7 separate regions of the Mus musculus genome follow, and regions 2, 3, 4, 5, 6 and 7 are each linked to region 1. Evidence: chromatin contacts called from public ChIA-PET, Hi-C and HiChIP or PLAC-seq data. All regions are on one chromosome and are shown on one strand. Each heading gives the region's core, a stretch centred on a gene start, on an enhancer-like site or on the middle of the called end of the contact. The rest is flanking DNA. Distances are from core to core; before and after follow the strand shown. Region 1 overlaps Bcl11b (B cell leukemia/lymphoma 11B). Region 2 overlaps Gm16086 (a long non-coding RNA gene). Region 3 has its middle 13 kb from the start of Gm52008. Region 4 has its middle 36 kb from the start of Gm52008. Region 5 overlaps Evl (Ena-vasodilator stimulated phosphoprotein). Region 6 has its middle 250 kb from the start of Gm52008. Region 7 has its middle 240 kb from the start of Gm33236.

Region 1 (2,807 bases), core at 149-2,648:
TGTGTGTGTGTGTGTGTGTGTGTGTGTGTGTGTGTGTGTATGTGTTTCTTAAGAAGGTAAATACAAGTCCCTTTCAGACACATTGGAGCTATCAACACAAATGAAGTACCATGTCCTAGGAGGTCACATATCAAATTAAAGGTGTTTCTGTACCCTTCTCTGGGCCCCAGCCATTCTAAGTAATGGATTTACAGAGGATGGTTGCTGAGATCTGGGGTGTTCTTAAGTTGGGGCCCATCTCTTCTCAGCATCTCCATTTCCTTGAGTTGCTCTGAAGTACTTCCTGTCTCTTTATCTGGTGGCCACATGTTTTTCTAGACTGTTCTATCCAACAAATACCGAAGTCCAAAGCAGACTATGTAACTAGGTAGCCATAACCGATTCCATGTTTTAGAAAAGCAGAGAGAAGGGCACACATATTCTGACCTGCATGCTCTAGAACCCAGATGTCACCTCCATAGTTAAACTGTGAGGAGAAAGGGGGCTGACTACTTGTCCGGTCAGATTTCAGGGCCACTTGTCACCCTGGGGTGAGAGCTATCTTCATCAGAGCCCCTAAGTGTCCCTCTACAGAACTCTAGGCTTCACTCACTATAGGCAGCAGCCTCCCCCAGTACCTGACAGAAAGAAAAAATAAATCCCCCAGCCCTTGAAGGCCCTCCCTTGACAACTCTCTTTCCAGCCACCCCCTTCTTTTTTAAAATAAAATGTTCGTTTACATGTGACGACCTCATGGCTCTCTCTCGCCTACAAATAGCCCTGAGTATGGGGCTGCTCACTTTTAAGAACTAAACAACGTCAGAGAGTCTCTGGCGAGCCACTTGGAACGTCTTTCTATTCAGGAACTGAATAAGTATTTTATAGACACAGCACAGGCACAGATGGCTTGCTTTTAGACAAGAAGAGCCTTAGACAGCAGGTTGCGTCAGACTCAGGGCTTGCTTAGCTCATCCCAAACCCGTCCTTGCTGCATCGAACTCAGAGAGATACCTGCACGCAGGTGGCCCAGTGCGTGCCCTGCAGTGGGCGGTGGCTGCTTTGCTAATGGCTGGGACAGGGTCCACTAGCCTTACACTGCTGTAGCGGCTGCAGCTAATGATGCTAACTGCTGGGTCCAAATGACTTCAGAAGCACCAATCCTGGCCTACAGACCTAGAAATGTCAGTTGCGTTTGTCTCACTAAATCACACGGGGCAGCTCAGAACCCAGAGAGGGCCCTGCGGTGTCTTTTCTTGCTTCCTCCCTCCTTACTTTCATAGATCTTTAGAACACACACTGAGCCTTCTTTGTTCTTTCAGTATGTTGTCTGAGGAGTTTCAAACGCAGACTCCTACCCCAGATCTCTTCTGACAAGACTCCCCACCCCCCATAGGAGCATCACTGAACACTTGGAACTTGATCTCTAAAGGGTGTAGCCAAACATGAGATGTCACCTCTCTGAGCCTTGCTTCCTACTTGGCCTGGGGACTGTGAGGTCCTCCCTCTATCCACCGCTCACTGCTGTATAAATGTGGCAGTAGGTGTTATATACTGCGGGTTTGTTACCCATCCTTGTATGTGGCTCTGAGTGTTTCAGGGATGCCTTTTGGTTTAAGGCCTGGAAGAAGAGTAATGTAGCTTGACTCAAAAGCAGCAAATGTTAAAGGACACCTCTGATCAAGCAGGGGAACTGGTCTGGGCCGCCCGGGCTCCTCAGTAAACCACAAAGCACTGCACGGCTCACTCAGCATTATCGCTACCTCAGCTCATGTCACCCTTGTTCACTAACACCTCTGAGGGAAGCCAAGTGAGGATCATGATCACATGATCATGCTAGACCACGGGGACAGCAGTTTAGAGAATCACCGTGCCATCACCACCTTCCCAGGCCTCCCTGCGTGTGTCACATTGTCAATGGTTCCATGTTGACAGTGCCCTCTCATGGAAGGCCACTGATTGTCCCTGGACAGTCTCCCATTATGTCTACCCTGTGGCAGGCATTCACTCTAGGGTGGAATACGGGAGTCATTTTACAGAGCCAAAAAGCATATTGGTGACATATGCTGCTTGGGAGACCTAGTGAAGGGACCACATGGCAGTGAGGTGGCTGAACCTGGGACAGTAATTGGTACCCCTGGGTGTCTCACAGTGATCCTCCTCACCCCGAACCCAAACAGAAGGCTGGTCTTGTCTTGCTTCATCACTTAAACCCCACCCCAACCCCTGAGACGCACACCCCCTATAACTGCTAAGAGTGCTCTCTCCACAGTTTCATGATGACAACCAGTACAACCATTATTCAGGTGACAAGTACATCTCATGTTCACTTAAAAACTGTCCCCCTCCCCATGGGGCTGGAGAGGTGGCTCAGCGGTGAAGAGCATTGATTGCTCTTTCATAGGACGCTGGTTCCGTTCCCAGCATCCGCGCAGCAGGTCACAGCTATCTGTCTGTAAGTTCAGATCTAGCAGATCTGATGCTTTCTTCTGGGTTCTGTAGGCGTGGTATGCACATGCCACACAAACACACAAGCAGGCAAAACACCCATACACACAGAATAAAATACAAATGAATCTAAAAATTAAATTAAATTAAACTGCCCCCCCTCCGGCTGGAGGTGTATTTCAGCGTCCCAGTGATAGAGTACTTGCCAATCCCCATATCTTCCAGCACTCAAAAAATAAAATAAAATAAAATAAAAACAAAAACAAAAACAAAAACTAAAAACATCTTTCACAATGTCACAGAGAAAATGTCAACCGGGGCTCCTTGAGCACTTATAGCCATCTACAAATCCATAAGCATCCTGCTGGTACCCAAGTCATCAC
Region 2 (2,807 bases), core at 150-2,649, 830 kb before region 1:
GGTAAAAGGGAGCTGGAGGTGAAGAGGGGGTTTGTGTGTATCTGCTTAAGAAGGGGTGGAGGTGGGGGGCTCTCTCTGCCATGAAAGGTGGGTTTGGGTAGGGGTCAGGCGAGGCAGAGGAAGAAAGAGCAGGCCGAGATGCGGAGGGCGAAAAGGAAAAAGGCATCAACACATACTGCTTTCCTTCTCGGCTACAGTGGGTTCTACCCCAAGGAAACAGTGAACTTCACAGTGTAAGAGGCAGCTGAAATTTAGAATTATTGTTTCCTTCTAACAGAAGACTCATTTTCCACGGCCACATTTGCAGCATAATAAGCTTTTTGTTATTTTTTCAATTAGAGTCAATTGACCTAACAAAATGCTCGGCAATTAAGTGATTTTTGTAATGGTCCGGGGGTAATTTAGCCGAGCTTGTCAGCTGTGTTTCATGAAGCCGAGCTGTCTCTTTTTTTCCCCCTTCCACTGCCTCTCTCTCCTCTCTCTCTCTCTCTCTCCCTCTCCTCTCTCTCCCTCTCTCTCTTTCTCTCTTGAGCATAATGGCTCATAATTTCGAAAGCTCTCCCTTCTGTTTCCCTCACAATAATTCGCAATTACAGGAAGTTGTTGGAGGTGATTTTTTTTTCTACCTTGCCTTTTGAGTCAGTAATTTTAAATAAAATGTACATACTTATAAAAAGCCAGCTATTACTGAAATCACTTTTTGTGTAAACTCAATTATTTTATGAATAGTGACACCGGCTTACACTGGGTCCCACTCTGAAGCCCGAGGCTTTATTATCTTCTGAGGAAAAGGGGGTGGAGAGACTCACAGCACTCTCTCTAAATCAAACCAGCTCCCAAGGGGGTAAACATAACTTCAGAAGAGCAGAGGGGATCCGGGTCACCTGGCTGTGGAGAACGGCTGGAGTGTCCACTCCCTGGGCCCTGGCCAAGTCTAGTATCCCATCCCCCGGACCAGGGCCATGGCTGGACCCAAGCCTCTCACCCACTGATTTATGGGGGAAGTCTTCATTTGCCTAATTGATTCATTTCCCTAAGCCGACATCTGGAGTTAGAATTTCTTTTAAAGGCTGTAGTGGGATGCGATGACAGGCTCCGATGCTCTTCCACCGAGGGACTTCCTGTCTACACCTATCTTAAACGGGTCCTATCCGCACCCATGCAAGCAGAGGGGCAACGGTGGGGACACCATGCGGCTGGGGTTCTCTCATATAGATTCACCCAGGACGCCTCTCAAGTCATTACCAAGATGCATCTTTAGCCTTCCCAATGCTCACATCTGCCCGGCTGTCTTTGTTTTGAAAGGGTTTCGGCTTCCCACCCCTTAGCTGACACCCTTTTGACAAGCAAGCCAGAAGCAGCCCACTTCATGCCTTGGCAGGGAACTCTGCCAGGAGGGGGCAGTAGAAGAGCAAGACAGCCAAACCCCATTGTGGACAGCCCACCAGCTCAGGGAGGCCTGGCCTCTCCCTATGCACCTGCAACCCAGTGCTAAACATCCCTTAGTATGTATCACCATACCGCCCTGGGACCCATCCCCCATACCTGTTTGGATACTATCTCGTCAAATGCCCCTCAATTTTTCTAGGGTTAGACATCCCTAATAACACCTTGAAGGCTATGGCCACTGCCAGCCGGATGCTCGGAGCCCTGGGCATGTTTCCTTCTGACTTGGAGTCGGGGGATGGAAGACTCCTTGGAAGAATCTGGAACAACTGCACTAGACCTTAAAAGACAGGTACACAGCATTAAATAAATCGTAATTTCCCTAACCATAACATAGGAAGTTTAGATAGATGTCTTCTATGAGGACTTCCAATCGGAAGTTGCCTACCAAGACGCAGTGTATATAACATCACATTTCTGTTCTTTTTGTAAAGTTAGGAGGGATCTCTGTTCAACTCCAAATGCCCCTCTCCCTTCTCCTTCTCCTCCTCCTCCTCCTCCTCCTCCTCCTCCTCCTCCCTCTCTCTCTACTTCCATCCTTCCTTCTCTCTCTCTCTGTCCCTCTCCCTCCAATGAATAATTTGCCCTAAGCTAAGGCATAAAGATATTCTGGAGACAGTTATTTCATAGCTCTTAACAAGGGGGTGTGCTTTCCAGGGGGGGGGGTGATTCAGACCTGTAACTTTGAGCTAATGGAGATACTTGAATCATTTCTCCATAGTCATGGGCAGCCTTAGGCTTGGCTTTAGTTCAGCTTCTAAGCCACTGTGTTTTGGCCTGGCTGGGGCTTGGCCCAGCCTCTCAAGGCTTTGTTTAATCCACTGAACCTCTCATCTCTCTGACTATAAAAGCCTCAGCTACAGTCCTGAATAGCATCTTGCAGAAGAAAGAACCCAAAGCAGAAAGTATTAGACTTTCATCCAGCACCATAGGAGGGATGTAGTTATTAAATTTCAGCTGCTTATCAAACTGATATGAAAGTCATTTTGCATGATTGCACTGCATCCTGGAATCTTACGCTTTTATTTGCTGTGTATCTCTGTGCTTTCTTATTAGAAAAATACTCAAAGGATGAAAAAAAAAAAGCTGATAATATTATTCAGTTTTGACAATTAGGTAGGGAAAAAAATTCAAAGCAATGCTTTTCCACTGCAGCTGGCAATAAACTCGGGGTTCCCCTGATAGCAGTCTACACAGGGCTACCCAAGGTGACACTGGCTTTGTCTTCTAATGGCCACCTACTGGTTTTACTGGAGTGGGGGAAGAGTCCCAGTCTGTCCTGTAGTGTCTATGAATGGCACTGGTGGAATCTTCCAGATTCCTCTTTATCTGCTCACTCTGACTTCATGTCACCACCACAG
Region 3 (2,807 bases), core at 159-2,658, 800 kb before region 1:
ACACAGGTCCTCATGATTGCAAAGCAAGCACGTTGCCAACTTTCAGCTAGCTCCCCAGCCTTCTTTAAGGTGATTTTGCTCATAGTCTGAGAAAACTGAATTTCTACCAGAGTCTGACCACTGGAGATCTCTGTGGTCCTGAGCAACTCGTGTAAGCATACCTAATGTCTGAGTGAGCCTGCTAATCAGCAGAGGTAAGGGGACAGACACTGCAAGCCAGCAAGGGCTCAAATGGGACCGTGTCTGCCAAGTCGCGATCTTGAGAACTGGAAACTCATTAGCTCTGGGGCTTTGTGTTAGAGTCTTGCCCACACTCCAGATCCTATGACCCAGCAGGCATGTGAAGGGTGCATCAGCAGCCTATTTCATAGACTGGGTAACTGAGGCAATTCAAACTAGCCTGTCTTGCCGATTACCAGAGTCCACGCTGCACTGGAAGCCTGGTTGGTTGTTGTTAGGTTTTTTGTTTTATTTTGTTTTTGTTTTTATTTTTTGTTTGTTTTGTTTCCTTTTATTTTTAATTCTAGCTGCTAGAGTCAGTCACAGGCGGTTGGCTCCCCAAAGCCTCACAACTATCTTCCTGCCTGCCTGCCCTGAACGGGCAAACATTGAACCTCCACACATAATCGCAGCCTCTGGCCTTCCTTGGTGACAACCAGCCTGTTTTCTGCTCTTGCCTCTGTCACATGGGTGGGGGGGTGGGAGCCACACCTCTGATCTTCACACGGTGAAGAGCGAAGGAAGCCGAAACCCTGCCAGAGGAGAGGGGTGACAGTCTTCTTAAGCCTTGACAAGTCAACTGTCTTGCCGCAAGGGTAGAGTTGGACACCTGTTCCAAGGTCAGAGGTCGCAGTGTGAAGACACTCTGTCTGCCCTGGGAACTGCCTGGAGCAGGCGAAAATGTCTTCCAGAATCTTGGAGAGGTGTTCTGAGTTTATGTCCTGGGGAAAGCCCAAACCTGTTGTCTCCAGGGCACTCCATCCTCCACATCCTTAATGTGCACAGAATGATGGTGGATGGACCTGGCTGGGGCCAGGCTTCAGCGATTTAAGTGAGCAGTTATTGAGTGTCTAGAGTATATAGCCCTACTTACTTAATATAGCTCTAACACAATGGACACTTCTATTGGCTCTTTCAGGTCATTACAGCCTCAGGCTACATTACCAGACACTGTCTGTACCTCAGCCCCTGAGGTAATGCTTTGATTCCATCCCAGATGCCTTCCATGAAAGGAGGTCAGAGTGACAGGTGCAGACCGAGGCCGTGTGACCCACCCACGAAGCCGACGCGTGAAGTAAGTCAGCCAGCCCAGCAGAGGGGTCCGCCGTGCACTGCTGGGAACAAGAACTATCTCAGCTTTGCACACCCCTTCCACTTCTGAAGAGCTGGCTTACAAGCAGAAGTTCCATTCACCCCTGGGTTACCATCTCTACCGTCGGAGCAAAGAGAGCCGTTCTCATGCCGCATGGCTGGTGACTGGCCTGTGATCTCAGAGTCAAATGGGTTTCAAAGCGTCTTAACATTTCTCTGTGGGTAAAACCTGACCTGAATTGTTAAAACTCCTTGAAGTCTCTAGCTGGAGCTCACATTCCCCTCACCGTGAGAACAGACATGATCACTGCTGTGCCCGTAGAAGCACATTCTGTCCCTAGGTGTTACCTTGACCCCACGGGTAGCATGGCACAGTGTAGTTATAATGCACTGTTCTGATCTATAAAATACAGCCAGCTTTAGGGTTCTGTGAAAGAGACAGGGGGCCACAGATCAAAACCACAGGCCCAGTTCAGAGCCGTGTCCCTTCAGTAGCTTCGGGCTGTGGCAGTCACAGCAGTTTGACAAATAGAGTGGCTCTGGCTCCAGTTCTGGTCCATGCAACTGTGATTTGTGATGTCCTCAGCCAGCTAGGAGCTCCTGGGAGACTGGGGCCCAGTGTCAGAGAGGAGCAGGAGCCTTTCAGGGAAGACAACCTGCGGAGGTTTTGGGGGGGGGTGGGCATACACGGAAGATCCTGGAGGACTGGGCACTCGGGGGTAGGGGTGGGGTCTTCACTTCTCTAGATGTTTTGTGATGACTTGCAGGCCCTGGGCAGAGAGGCAGTGGAAGTTTAATCTTTCCAGAGTTTGCATCTGTGTGCTCAGAGAAGTATAGGGCCCCTGGGAACTGGGGCTGGGGAGGAGGGAAGAGAGAATTAAGACCTGCTGAGGCCACAGCAATTAGCAGGAGCCACCAAGACCTTTTTCTGTGGTAATTGGCTGTCCCTGACCTGGTGCTACAGGGGACGCCAGGGTCTCTAGGGGAGCACTCAGGGACGTCGCCGCTCACAAAGGGCTCAGGGCTGACCAGGAGATCCAAGTAAATAAGGTGGCACTCAGCTTCCAAAGGGCGAGGAGATGATGTAATAGGGACTCCCTGTGGGCGGGCGCCAGGCATGCTGAAGAAGAGTGGCCTGAGGCTCTGGGCCTGGCCTCTGCTGTCCATTTCTGTACTCAGGGCTGGGCATGTCTCTCTCCCCCTCCTTGGGTCTCTGCTCTCATCTTTGCTTCTCTCCTGCTCTGGGTCTCTCTAGCTCTCTTCCCCTCAGGTTTTCTTCATATGTGGTCTTGTGGATTTTTCTTGTTTTCCCTGGACTATTTCTTCTCACGTGCGTGCATGCCCCCGGGTGCTCAGCTGCCCTCCACAGATATAAGTGGACACCGCAGCTGGTGCTTCCTGCTTCTCAACGGAGCCTGGGATCTCCACAGAGAGAAGGGGATTTGTAGCACATTTCAAGCATACATATCTATTCTGGAAATGTTTGGGGAGCAACC
Region 4 (2,807 bases), core at 195-2,694, 770 kb before region 1:
AATCCCCTGACACCCAGCTAAAGAGATGTCGGTGTGACTATGTATTATTGTTTTCTGACATCCCATATGTTGAGACTGTCCCCTCCTCCTGGTTAGAAGGAAGTGGGTGTTAGGATCCAGAGTGAGCTGTTTCCTTTGACCCAATGACTCACACTCTACTTCTCAGACTAACTCTTCCAGTTCCCAGTAGATAGCCACAGGCATCAGTCGGATACCGAGGATCAGAACCTGAGCCTTGAAGTTACACAGAAGGCATTGACCTGCTCGTCAATACCTACAGATTCCTGTCCAGGGCTCAGTTTCCCGTCTAATGCAAGGAGGAGGAGTATCTGCAGCTTGTGGCCTTGGTGACGCATCACCTGGGTGCCCTTAACCCCGAGACTGGAGGGCAATAGACTCTCATCTGTCATGGATGTCCTCTATCACCTCGCTGCAATCCTGAAGGCCCAGGCTTTTAGAAAGTCCACAGTCGATAACTTATTTGGCTGTCACAACTAGCCTGACCTGAACTTACTAGGCAGCAAAAATTGACCCAGACTGACACCGGGCTATTTATAGCCCGTGTTTATTTCACTTCATGCACATGTTCATACATTTTCTGTAGAAATATCACTGTGCCTGATTGCAAGGCATGGCCCCAGGTCCCACTGGGGGTGTTAAATAATACTAATGCATGCAACTGCTTACATTCTAAACGGGAAGCCTTCTGAATGCCAAAGGCCATGTGGCCTTGAGGTTTCTCTTACAGAGTCGTGGATTCGTTCACATGGGATAAAGCTCGCTCTGTTTTGAGGAGTGGCTGGTGGCTTCCTCACTCAGATAAAAAGGAGTTCAGGGCTAGAGAGGTAGCTCTGTTGGTAGACTATGCACCCACTATGTATAATGTACCTACTATGTGTAAACCTTCTGGTCCAGCCACCAGTACCTTAGGCATAAAGCAGATATAGAGGCGCAAAATTGTAAACCAGCACTTGGTGAGCAGAAGCTTAGCCACACAGGGAGTTCAAAACCAGCCTGAAACACATGAGATGCTGTCTCAAATGGTAGCAATAATTGTAATGTTATTAACAACTAGTCAGATGTTTTTAATCCATCAGGTGCATAGGAAGAGAAGGAATTTGGATCTGCAGAAGGGCAGGGTGCCCAGCTCCCTCTCGCCACCTAAGGAGACCCCACCCCCAAAGCTTATTTCCTGTGTTTACCTCCCATTTGCAGGCTGTGAAGAGAGGGCAGGGTGTGTGTGATCATCCCTCCTCTCAAAGATGAGAGAAACTGAGGCTCAGAGTGTCCCAGTGACTTGCCAGAGACATCCCCTCAGCTGGAGAAGAACAGATACCCATGTGGTTGGAATGCCAGAAGCTAGGCTCTGGGCCCAAAGCCTTGTTTCTTTGGGTTATGTGTTGAGTGCATTTTTTTGAGCACACAGGAAGTGCTCAGTAAACGCACTTGCAGTTGGACTATTTCTTTTTACATTTCCCCATCCAGCCCTCATCTCCTCCATCACCAGGAGGGAGGTAAGGTGAGCCAAACTGAAACCACAGACAACGCTGTTAAAGTGGTGTGTATCAGAAACACGGCATGGTAGAAATGTGCTGTCTGTCTGTCCTTCACTCAGTCTGATTGATTAAGCAATACGAGGTTCTCTGAAATGTCCTCCCTTCAGATAAATAACCAAGGCGTTAGGCTGAATCTGACTTGTAAGTTGTGATGTAATGGGAAAACACCTCCCGTGAAACCGGCAGGGTGAAGGCCAGCAGAGGTTTCTGGATCACAGAGGAAGGGCTTCATTCAGGGACCATTTCATCCCCCGCTCCTCTGAGCCCCACTGTGGGCCCTCACGCCGGGGCATTTCAGAAGCTCTGTGTGTTCATTCCTGGAATCTTCTTGCCTTTCATCTCGTTTGCTGTGTACAGTAGCTCGCCTGTCCCCATCCTTCCGAGAATGTCTCAAGCCCTGCCTTGACTGTAAAGCCCTGGGTCCTTCTCATACCTCTCTCCTACCTCTTTCTCTGTGTCCAGGAGCTGTAGTCAGAGTCATGGTACCAATGACCTGGGCATGGGAAGCCCCGAGCTCTGGTTCTCTCTCTTCTTTCTTCAAGGGTGCTATCACATGGAAACTTTGTCTTTAACTCTTAGTTCTTCATAGATGCAAACAGTCAGTTTCGTCTGCCCGATGCTGTTCTCCTATGAGGAAGCATGGGTACCACATTATCTGAGGAAGGCAGAGCACTCTGTGTGAGGTGTGTGGAGCCCCGCAGCTATCATCTGCTCTATGGCTTTCCATTTTTTACTTCCTAGCTCTTGATTGTTTGATGGTCGAGTGTCCTTTTGAGACCATATGGCACCAGAGTCTCCTTTCTCGCCTTGAGACACACACACACAAGGAGTTATGCCTTTCTTACTGTTATCGAGGGTCAGTGATTTTTCAGAGTCCCCCCTTCTTCCAGTTCGGGCTTTTCAGTGTGGCCTTTTGGGCAACTGCTGCTGTATACCTGAGGGTTAGCTTGAATGTATATTCCAAGCTTTGTGTGTACATTGAAGCAAGATAGGTGGGAAGGAAGGGCAGCCACCCTAACCTCATAGTCTGATGGTTTTGGGGCTCAAACCTGGGGTCAGGTTGTGATTAGGCTACTTATCAGAGCTTTATGGGTTTCCAATAAACAGATGGATGGGTGGTAGAGAGCACTGAGGTGGACAGTCAGATCTGGGGTGACCTAAGACTTAGATAAGAGACAAAAATTGTCAACATAGGCTCATGGTTGGTCCTAAATGTCCAAGCCCTGCAAAGGTCAAGACCCTTCTAAAAAG
Region 5 (2,807 bases), core at 187-2,686, 710 kb after region 1:
CATTTTGGCAGGTGTTAGGGTCTCTGTGCTGTGCTCTTAAGTCAGTGGTGCCTTGGTGTCTTTAATAGGTGTCAGTTGTTCTAGGTTCTAGGGGCCTGATATAATCTCATCTGTGTTCCACCAAGGTGAGATGAACAGTCCCTAGCCAGTTTGCTGGTCTCTCAAGGAAGTTTCCTAAGGGAACTGGCTTTGGGTTTAGTTCTTGATTTGTTTTTAGCAAACTCCCAAGTTCTTTAGAATCTGACAGTGCCTTTTGCAGGTCAAGTAGATGTTTCTGTGCTGACACAGTAGAGCCAGCAGCCTTGGTTCATCTGCTGCAGGTGTTGGTACATTCCTCTTCACTCATTCTGAAGTTCCTTTGTGGGGTCACCATTTACCCTAATCCTGCTGGTACCTTATATCTTAAGCTCTGTGCTGGTTCATCATATTACATTACATGCTGCTTTCTTAACAGAACGGCTTTCTTCCTCACTAAACTGCTTCTTTGGTGCCAACATCCCTTATCCTATATTCCCAACAGGTTCTGTTGTCTTTACATGATTGACTTAAGACCTGTTATGCATAGTTTTTATTTTTATTTTGTATGTGGGAAGGGGGCACATGGAACACACAACCGTTTTGAGAGTCAGTTCTTACCTGCTAACCACCTCAAGGCCAATCCATGAATTTTTAATAAAGCCATTCCTTTCAATGAACAGATGAGGAAGCCAGAGTGAAGGTGGGGATAACCAGGAAGTCATGTATAAAGCAAGGGCAGGCCAGAGCTCTTTTCCTTTCCTGCTCCTTCTCATAATTCTGCTAAGTGTATTACTAAAGCTCTAGGACTGAGTTAAAAGGTCTCCCAGAAGGTTCGCTCAAGCTACCTGCTTACTAAAACCAGAAAAGACGGTAGCACCAGGTAAAAGTGAGAGGGAGTGGGAGAGGAAACTGAAAGTTACTTTATCGCAGAGATGGTTACACATAGGCCAATATCTTCAGGAAATGAAAAAAATAACCTTTGTTATTGTAGTAACTAACTGATTCTGCTACTCTCCTTGATGAAGTGACAGTAGTGACTTACTTTGAAAACATCTGTAAAATGAGCAAAATCTACAATGGGTACTGAATCAAACAGGCGTCAGACAGTGTATAGGACTCTGACTCTTGAGAAGAAATATCATGATAAGCCCTACAGTGGCTAGAGGCCTCTGCCTCTGTTTGCTTTTCTATTTTAGGGAAGAAGGTGGAACTTAAGCTAACTGGTTCACAGGAGGCAGATCCTGAAATTCCAGGTCACATAGAGTTAGGCTTAGTAAGAACTAGAAAAAGAGGAAGCAGGTCTGAGCAGAGACAACTGAGTTCTGTTTAAAGGGCTTCCCTCTTTGGAGCTGTTGCCTAGTGGCTGTCTGTGCATGTGAGAGCACTCCTAGAAGCCAGCTCAGATTGCCCTCTGCAGAGCTAAGCAAGGAAGGGTGGTGTCAGAGCCGTGCAGGGTGGCAGCATGTGGGGCTGTCAGCTCAACCTGAGCTAAGAGACCCACCACAGTTTGACTGTGACATATCTCCCACAGGCTAGTATGTTAGGACCTGTGGTCTTCAGCTGATAGTCCTGTTTGAGAGAGTCATAGAAACTTTAAGAGGTAGCGCCTCACTAGGTGGAAGTGGATCACTGGAGGTAGGCCATGAGGTTTTATCCCCTGGCCCCACTTCCTGTCTGTTTTCTACTCTTTGACAGGTGGCACAGTATGACCAGGTTCCTAATACTGGTCTGCCATTTCCTGTCGTAAAAGACTTTCTCCCTTTGTTTGTTCATTTGTTTGGCAGGGTCTCATTCTGTGGACCAGCTGACCTTGAACTCACAGATCCACCTACCTGCCTCCTAAGTACCAGGATTAAAGTTGTGTACCACTACACCTGGACTGATCCCTTCTTAGACCATTAGCCAGACAAACCCTTCCTTGGGTTGCTCCTGTTAGGGGTTTTGTCACAGCAACAACACGAGTAACCAACACAAAAACCTGGCACTCAGAAGTGAGGCCATTCCTGGGATAAACCTGACCACATGGTTTGTAGGCTTTTGAAACTGGCTTGTGTGAGGAATGAGAATTCAGAATGTAGCGCTCTAGACTAAAGAAGCCCCAGAATATTATAAACTGAACTTAGTGGGCATCTGGTGGAGCCCAGAAGACCAAAACCTGAAAGAACTGCAGGCCCGCACCATGGCTCAGTCGATATAGTACCTGCCATGCATGTAGGATCTGAATTGTCCAGATCTCTGGCATCCATATAAAGGGTGGGTGTGGCAGTATGCATCTGTAAGCCCACTTCAGGGGTTAAGGAGGTGTCACAGACCCCTGCAGCTCACTGACCAACCATCCTGGCCAATGATGAGTTCCAGGGTCAGAGAGGACCTTGTCTCAAAACTAAGATCGCCTGGCTCATAAAGTTTCAGAGCCGAACAAGGACTTTGTCAGGACCTGAGCTAGAGTCCGTTCTTGTGATATTCTGGGGAGAATGTATGTCTGTATTCTGCCCATGTCCTTAGACCTTGAATGAGGCTCAATTCAAAAGTAGTGAGCTTGCTAGGCCTGTAATTTTAGAATTCAGGAGGTAGAAGCAAATGGATCTTTGTGAGTTTGAGATTAGCCTTAACTACAAAGGACATTTCAAGGCAGCAGAGCCACTCAACCTGTGGCAGTGCCTTTCCACTGGCTCCTGTTGAGGTAGACAGTGAGAGCAGCAAGTGAAACAAAATATCAGCATGTACATTTGTGGAGGAAGGAGCTATGAGCAAGCTGAAGTTATAGATACAGGGGTGCAAATGCAGCT
Region 6 (2,807 bases), core at 199-2,698, 560 kb before region 1:
CAAGCAGACCGCCCATTGTTCATATTAGTGGCAGCTCTGTGATATGGGGGAGAAGTGGCTCACGGGCCGCATCCCTGTCTTTCTAGCCTTAAAGAGCTTGTGCCTGCTGCTGTACACCAGATGAAGCTCTGATCAAGGGCTGGCTGTCTCCACTCAGGACCTTAAGGAAATGTGACACGGGCTCACACTGTGCCCTTGCTAGCTCCAGACCTTCAGTCAGCACCTGTTGCCAATTCCCGACTCCACATTTCTGTGTCAGTGCTGTGGCGCTCCTGACATAGCCGCTGTGGTTCACCTCCATTCCAGCCACCTCACCTTTCCTGTTTCAGATGCAGGTTTGGATTTCCGTAGAACTTTGCCCAGCTCACGCTAAAAAGCCTGGACCTGCGCAGAATTGAAACCAAGCTCTCTACTTGTTCACTGGGTGACCTTGACCAAATTTCTATGCCTGAGTTTTCTCATCGGTGCCAGGGGGTTTCCCTGTTAGGGGCTGAGTTGGGACTGATGCATTCATATGTTAAATCCCTAATGTCTAAAACCCAGCGTGTACAGGCCAGGGTTCTAAAGTGGTGATCGTGTAAACTGCCTTTAGTAGGGTGCACCCTAGTCCTGGGGACTGCTGCTCTGATAAAAGGGGGAAAATATGGACTTGGATAAACAAAAAGGGAAGAGTTGACTAACAACACATGGGAAAGAGCATCAGCAGGCTAAGGAGGGAGGGAGGACTGCAGAAGGAGTCAACCTGCTGACATGCCGACCACCTCGGCCTTCTAAACTGTGAGGCACTAAGGTCTTGTTGCCCATGCCGCCGCACTATGGTGGGCCTACTAAACTAACACTACTCTCAGCCTTCCAGAAGACTGTCCTAAATGATTGAACTGTCACTCTCCATGGTAGTCAGCACACACTATACTCCATTGTGAGACACAACTGCCACAGGCCAGCACGTGCCACAGGCCCAACTTGTGGAACGTGCCTCTTTGGCGCAAGGCTTATTTTGAGCTGGTTTTGTTTGGTTTTGCTTTCTATTTTCTGTTTTTAAGAAATTGTACATACATACAGGGGTCACTTCGAAAATTTCCATGGGAGACATTTACATCTGCGAGTGATTTACTGTGAGTGGGGGCAGTGTGTGTGTGTGTGTGTGTGTGTGTGTGTGTGTGTGTGACCTTTATACCATCGAGAGCAACCCTGAATGACCAGAGATGCTTACCACAGAAGTCTGTTCTACTTAAATCTATAGTACAAAATGTACCCTGGTTTCTTGGTATTTTCCCTGGTTGGTTTATCTCAACTGGACTTACTTCGAGCCCACCCTGCTTTCATTCTTCTCAGGCTTAGAGAAGAGAGTGTTAAAGCCTCAGGTCTAAGATAACACACCGAGATCTCTCCGGAGATCAGCTCTTCTCTGAGCTGTCTCACATCTGTACAGGAAGTAGACCGAGCTGGCATTAAACTTGTGTTTGTTTTTCTCTTTGTTAGCCTGCCTCCAGCGACAAAGGTCTGTCCCCGCTAAGAATGGAGTAGACAGAAACATCACACATCCTTTCTCCCCTACCACATATAACTGATACGCGTGCCCAGGACACCTTTGACTGTGTGACATAGGAGAATCCTTCCCGGGTTTGCCTGGTAGGAAATATGAGCGAGCAAAGCCACCTTTCTGTTTAAATCCAACCAGAGGTGGCATGTTCTTAGAAACTCAAGTTTCCACCATCATGCAGGTGCTGTTGTAAGGATTTATTAGTCTAAACTATACCGATACCCTGTCTCTCTTCTGTGGGAAGTTGAACACCTCTTACGTGCCCTTGACTTTGCTAAAGCCAATGGAAACCAATACTTAATTAATCCTCAGTTTGAAGTTCCTTGGCCCGTGTTGGTTACCATCGAGGGACACTCCCTTGGCTACTAAAGAAACCTCCATATGGTGGTGGTCCAGCTGGCAACCATGAACTGAAATCCATTGTACTGTCTATGCTTAGGATAACAATTTTGGTGGAATTTTGGATTTATATAGCAGACCCCACAAGGTTTGTCTAGAATAGATAGAAAAGTTCAGCTTTAACTAGGTCAATATTTTCCTTACTTTGTGTTCAGCCTGTGGTCTAACAACTAACAGGTCCTCTTTGCAGCCTTGCCAGGAATTAATCTAAATTTATATTTTCCAAAAGATACTACTTGAAAGAGAATGACTTTGAATATCTACATTTGTGTATTTATTTTATGTGTATGTGTGTTCACCTAGATATATGTGCCCTATGGGCATGAAGCAACCTATAGAGGTCAGAAGGGAGTGTTGGATTCCCTAACCTTCTCAAAACGGAAGTTTCTTCTTCTACACCCAGAAACTCATTTTCTTCCCTGTGGCAAACTTAGTGGATCGAAGGACACTATGACAATGGTAAAGATCGAGTGACTGGCAGTGACCTGAGCTTTTAGGTAGATCCTGTCGTGCAGCCTGAGGGGTAAGCACAGATCATCACCTGCTTGTCACCCCCATCCCCACCCCCATTGAATGGCTTGTTCTGGAACGAAGTACTGTCGCCTGTTTCTGTGTGCAGACGAGTGTTCAACATTGCAATGTTTCTCACGAGTGACAAGGACACATGTCTGTGCAAAGAAATTAATGTTCTTGTCACAGCCGACTCCTCTGACATGAACAAGTGGTTCCCATGCCCGTGAGAGCAGAGGTGGCAGATCACAGGGTGGGGGGGGGGGGAAGGGGGCACCCTTAACAGAGGGACCAGGATGTCTCAGCTCCACGCTGCACATGAGGAGAATACAGGCTCTTGCTCTACCCTGACCAG
Region 7 (2,807 bases), core at 101-2,600, 520 kb before region 1:
AGCTGAGAACAGGATAGCAGAAGAGAGGAGATGAGTTCTGTGGGCTGAGTTTAGAACTGCATGGAGGAAGGTGAAAAGGCTGAGATTTCACTCCTGGGGAATTTTTAAATGACAGCCATGGGGAAGCGGGAATTTTAGGTCTTTGATGTGTATTAATTAGATATCTTTCAACCTTTGAAATTTCCTTAACAGACTACATGACTACATAAAACCCAAAGGACTTTCAGCTTCATTTTGACTGCTAGAATGTCCTGTGCAGATGTAAGTCTACATCCAGAGAGTAGCACCCAAGCCTTGGGAGTTATCTGGGCTCTACACTTAATATCTCCTTGACTTGGCCTGACCGCCTGTGTCCCCTGAAATTCACATCAGTTGTAACCCAACCATGGGTGGCTTGTTGTTAGGAGGTGGGAGCCTGGGAGGTGATTAAGTTAGGGGCAGAACCCTCTGGGATGGAGAAAGTTGTCACTTCTCCTTCCTGTGCAGTCGATCTATGACGTCAGAGGCAGGTGCTCAAACATAGGCCAGGACCTTGGACTCGAAGCAGAAACTCAATGGTTGTTGAACTTATTCTAATGGTGAAGCAGGACTTGAAGCCATTAAGTAATATTTCCAAAGTCATAGAAGTGGCGACTGTCAATTTCAAAATTTGACCTCAGTTGGCTGCCTCCAAATCTCTTGGCCACACACTTGCAGACACTCAGTGAGAGAGACTAAATTGGCATCATCCTTAGGAAAATGCAGAGGTGTTTAAGTCCAGTCTTTTGTGAGGTATTGGACACATCTTTGGTAACTGAGAGCTGACAACCCATCATGTAAGAAAACAGAGAATGAGGCTCCAGGAGGCTTAGAATCTAAACCAAATTGCCTGCCTCTTAGCTCCAACTTCAGAGGCATCCAGGCTACCCTGGAGATGGGCTGAGGGAAAGGAAGAAAAATCAAGTTTGACTCACCTATCTCCCATAAAACCATTTTCTACAGACTTTTAACAGATCAGCTGGCTTCTTTGTCCAAAGTTATTTCATTTCAAGAATGAAGGTTGCTCTCTGCAGTTAGCTCACGACTCTGAGTGGCTGGTGAGGCAGGGCTTGTGATCCTCCATCTTTGACTTGGAAGTGCACGGATAGAGCCGTGGGACCAACAGCCAGAGGAGGTTCAGTACCCAGAGTTTCCCCTTCCCTACACCATCTGTTGTTGACTTCAGAAACCTGCACTTAGAATCACATGAGGAGACATGTCACATCTGTAAAATAAGCTTTCCTCGCTTACGATGAAAAGCCGTAAGCAGGTAGAGCCCAGAACGCTGGCTGCATCCAGTTGTCTATTCCACGTGATGCTGGGCACATGTCATCCTCCTCCCCAGCCTCAGCTGACACAGGAAATGACTAATTCCTGCCCTTACCGTCTCATAGGCTGCTTAAGAAGATGAAATTAAATAATGAACACTCTCAGAGCTCTCTATATTGTGAACACTGTGCGCATGCAAGCGGTTATTATTAATTATGGTTTGGTTTGGAGCGCCAAGCAGTTTCTCGAAGCTTAACTAATAATCACCTGAAGAACCAAGAGGGAAATATTTATAGAGGAGATGTTTGCTTTTCCTCGCACGAATTATCAATTGCTCTCATCTGGTGTTTCAATTAATAAGGTGTGTGTTTTTAATTGAAATAAGGTTAAGTCTCGGAAAGAATAATTTCAGAAGAACATGAATTATGGAATAAAAGAAAGGCAACCGCAGTGGGGAGGAAACTGCTATCTGGAAGCAGGAAGATCCTGGGTGAATTCCTGAAGAAAGGACACTGATTGCTTCTATTGTTAAGGCTGCTGGTTTTTTCCGTTGGAGATAATCTTCACCCATTTTCATCTTCCTTGTCAGATTTTGTGGCTTTTCACATCGCAACACGTCATCACCATGTCAGGGTCCTGAAGGATGCCACTGATGCCAAGAAGAGCAAAGCAGACAGGGAAACTAGGGAGAGTCTGAGGAGGGCCTTGATCCCTGAAAGATGGATGACTGAGATGAACCCCAAGGCAAGTCTTCAGGAGCCACACTGCCAACTCACTGTTTAGGTCTGAAGGAACTAATTGCTCAAAGTCTTCATTTCTTCTTGCCTGTTCCACATCTTCAGGCCCAAGAAAATCTCACATCACTAGAGAAAACCAAGGGGACCTCCACAATGATTCCTGGTCCCCATACTGATTGTCCAGTCCTTTTCCTGCTTCCTAGCCTAGCAAGAAACTAATGGAAAACAAGCAAGCAAGCAAACAAACAAACATCCTTTCCTTTCCACAAAACTTAGGGTAGCAGGATACACATTCTTTCTTTTACTTGAGACAAATAAAAAAAAAAAGAAGTCATATTATGTGATGCAATGATTTTAAATTTAGAGACATTGATCTAAAAGTAACTGTCAATACACACACACACAAACATACACACACAAATGCACATGCACACGCACACACACACACACACACACACACACGAACATACACACACAAACACACATGCACACACACACACAAAAGCACATGCACACACACACCCCAAGAGGTCCCTGAGTATAGGGCTACACTTAAGGGGATACAAAGACCAGTGGCTTTCCTGATTTGAGCCCATGAAGCTAGGAGGCCAGAGAAGCACATTTGCTGAAGTTCATAGACGAAAGAGGAAAGCTACACACACACAGAGAGAATCTCTGAGAATTCCTACATAGGAAACAGGAGCCAGTTACTGCATCTATGGAAGGAAATAGCCTACATAAGTAAACAGGGGCCAGTTACTGCATCCATAGGAGGAAATATCC

The links. Hi-C and Micro-C count contacts between places; a contact is called where the count stands out from the background. ChIA-PET counts read pairs in DNA pulled down with a chosen protein or histone mark. HiChIP or PLAC-seq counts read pairs in DNA pulled down with a chosen protein or histone mark.
Region 2: an RNA polymerase II ChIA-PET map of memory CD8 T cells shows a contact between it and region 1, with 100 read pairs. The contact joins two enhancer-like sites. A contact is called at or near these places in 3 of 484 Hi-C or Micro-C datasets (CD4 T cells, cortical neurons and ganglionic eminence) and 9 of 115 datasets of contacts at active chromatin or transcription factors (DN3 thymocytes, T-cell acute lymphoblastic leukemia, acute myeloid leukemia and 6 more).
Region 3: a contact with region 1 is called in an H3K27ac HiChIP or PLAC-seq map of regulatory T cells, with 8 times the contacts expected there. The contact joins two enhancer-like sites. A contact is called at or near these places in 13 of 484 Hi-C or Micro-C datasets (CD4 T cells, CD8 T cells, Th1 cells and 3 more) and 14 of 115 datasets of contacts at active chromatin or transcription factors (DN3 thymocytes, acute myeloid leukemia, astrocytes and 10 more).
Region 4: a contact with region 1 is called in a Hi-C map of CD8 T cells, with 2.1 times the contacts expected there. The contact joins two enhancer-like sites. A contact is called at or near these places in 9 of 484 Hi-C or Micro-C datasets (CD4 T cells, CD8 T cells, CD8 central memory T cells and 5 more) and 6 of 115 datasets of contacts at active chromatin or transcription factors (CD8 T cells, DN3 thymocytes, Th17 cells and 3 more).
Region 5: a Hi-C map of CD8 T cells shows a contact between it and region 1, with 6 times the contacts expected there. The contact joins two enhancer-like sites. A contact is called at or near these places in 1 of 484 Hi-C or Micro-C datasets (CD8 T cells) and 1 of 115 datasets of contacts at active chromatin or transcription factors (memory CD8 T cells).
Region 6: a contact with region 1 is called in an H3K27ac HiChIP or PLAC-seq map of regulatory T cells, with 3 times the contacts expected there. The contact joins two enhancer-like sites. A contact is called at or near these places in 3 of 115 datasets of contacts at active chromatin or transcription factors (memory CD8 T cells, regulatory T cells and thymic regulatory T cells).
Region 7: an H3K27ac HiChIP or PLAC-seq map of thymic regulatory T cells shows a contact between it and region 1, with 4 times the contacts expected there. The contact joins two enhancer-like sites. A contact is called at or near these places in 3 of 115 datasets of contacts at active chromatin or transcription factors (astrocytes, regulatory T cell precursor and thymic regulatory T cells).

The regions. Positions count from the first base shown.
Region 1 is chr12:107,920,018-107,922,824 of GRCm38.p6, forward strand. All of the region lies in intron 3 of Bcl11b (B cell leukemia/lymphoma 11B), which reads right to left. Among named protein-coding and RNA genes, the nearest start is that of Bcl11b, 82 kb to the right of the region's middle. Within about 2 kb of position 1,399, at least 43 of the 459 cell types and tissues checked have an H3K27ac peak or open chromatin away from gene starts, as enhancers often do. A contact at or near this core is called in CD8 T cells, CD8 central memory T cells, the P5424 cell line and 10 more, where this site is marked.
Region 2 is chr12:107,085,037-107,087,843 of GRCm38.p6, forward strand. All of the region lies in intron 1 of Gm16086 (a long non-coding RNA gene), which reads right to left. Among named protein-coding and RNA genes, the nearest start is that of Gm16086, 13 kb to the right of the region's middle. Within about 2 kb of position 1,400, at least 39 of the 459 cell types and tissues checked have an H3K27ac peak or open chromatin away from gene starts, as enhancers often do. A contact at or near this core is called in T-cell acute lymphoblastic leukemia, cortical neurons, double positive thymocytes and 2 more, where this site is marked.
Region 3 is chr12:107,123,078-107,125,884 of GRCm38.p6, forward strand. No RefSeq gene overlaps it. Among named protein-coding and RNA genes, the nearest start is that of Gm52008, 13 kb to the left of the region's middle. Within about 2 kb of position 1,409, at least 35 of the 459 cell types and tissues checked have an H3K27ac peak or open chromatin away from gene starts, as enhancers often do. A contact at or near this core is called in CD8 T cells, Th1 cells, double positive thymocytes and 5 more, where this site is marked.
Region 4 is chr12:107,145,422-107,148,228 of GRCm38.p6, forward strand. No RefSeq gene overlaps it. Among named protein-coding and RNA genes, the nearest start is that of Gm52008, 36 kb to the left of the region's middle. Within about 2 kb of position 1,445, at least 24 of the 459 cell types and tissues checked have an H3K27ac peak or open chromatin away from gene starts, as enhancers often do. A contact at or near this core is called in CD8 T cells, CD8 central memory T cells, the P5424 cell line and 6 more, where this site is marked.
Region 5 is chr12:108,629,960-108,632,766 of GRCm38.p6, forward strand. All of the region lies in intron 1 of Evl (Ena-vasodilator stimulated phosphoprotein), which reads left to right. Among named protein-coding and RNA genes, the nearest start is that of Mir342, 27 kb to the right of the region's middle. Within about 2 kb of position 1,437, at least 97 of the 459 cell types and tissues checked have an H3K27ac peak or open chromatin away from gene starts, as enhancers often do. A contact at or near this core is called in CD8 T cells and memory CD8 T cells, where this site is marked.
Region 6 is chr12:107,360,838-107,363,644 of GRCm38.p6, forward strand. No RefSeq gene overlaps it. Among named protein-coding and RNA genes, the nearest start is that of Gm52008, 250 kb to the left of the region's middle. Within about 2 kb of position 1,449, at least 33 of the 459 cell types and tissues checked have an H3K27ac peak or open chromatin away from gene starts, as enhancers often do. A contact at or near this core is called in memory CD8 T cells, regulatory T cells and thymic regulatory T cells, where this site is marked.
Region 7 is chr12:107,403,666-107,406,472 of GRCm38.p6, forward strand. No RefSeq gene overlaps it. Among named protein-coding and RNA genes, the nearest start is that of Gm33236, 240 kb to the right of the region's middle. Within about 2 kb of position 1,351, at least 5 of the 459 cell types and tissues checked have an H3K27ac peak or open chromatin away from gene starts, as enhancers often do. A contact at or near this core is called in regulatory T cell precursor and thymic regulatory T cells, where this site is marked.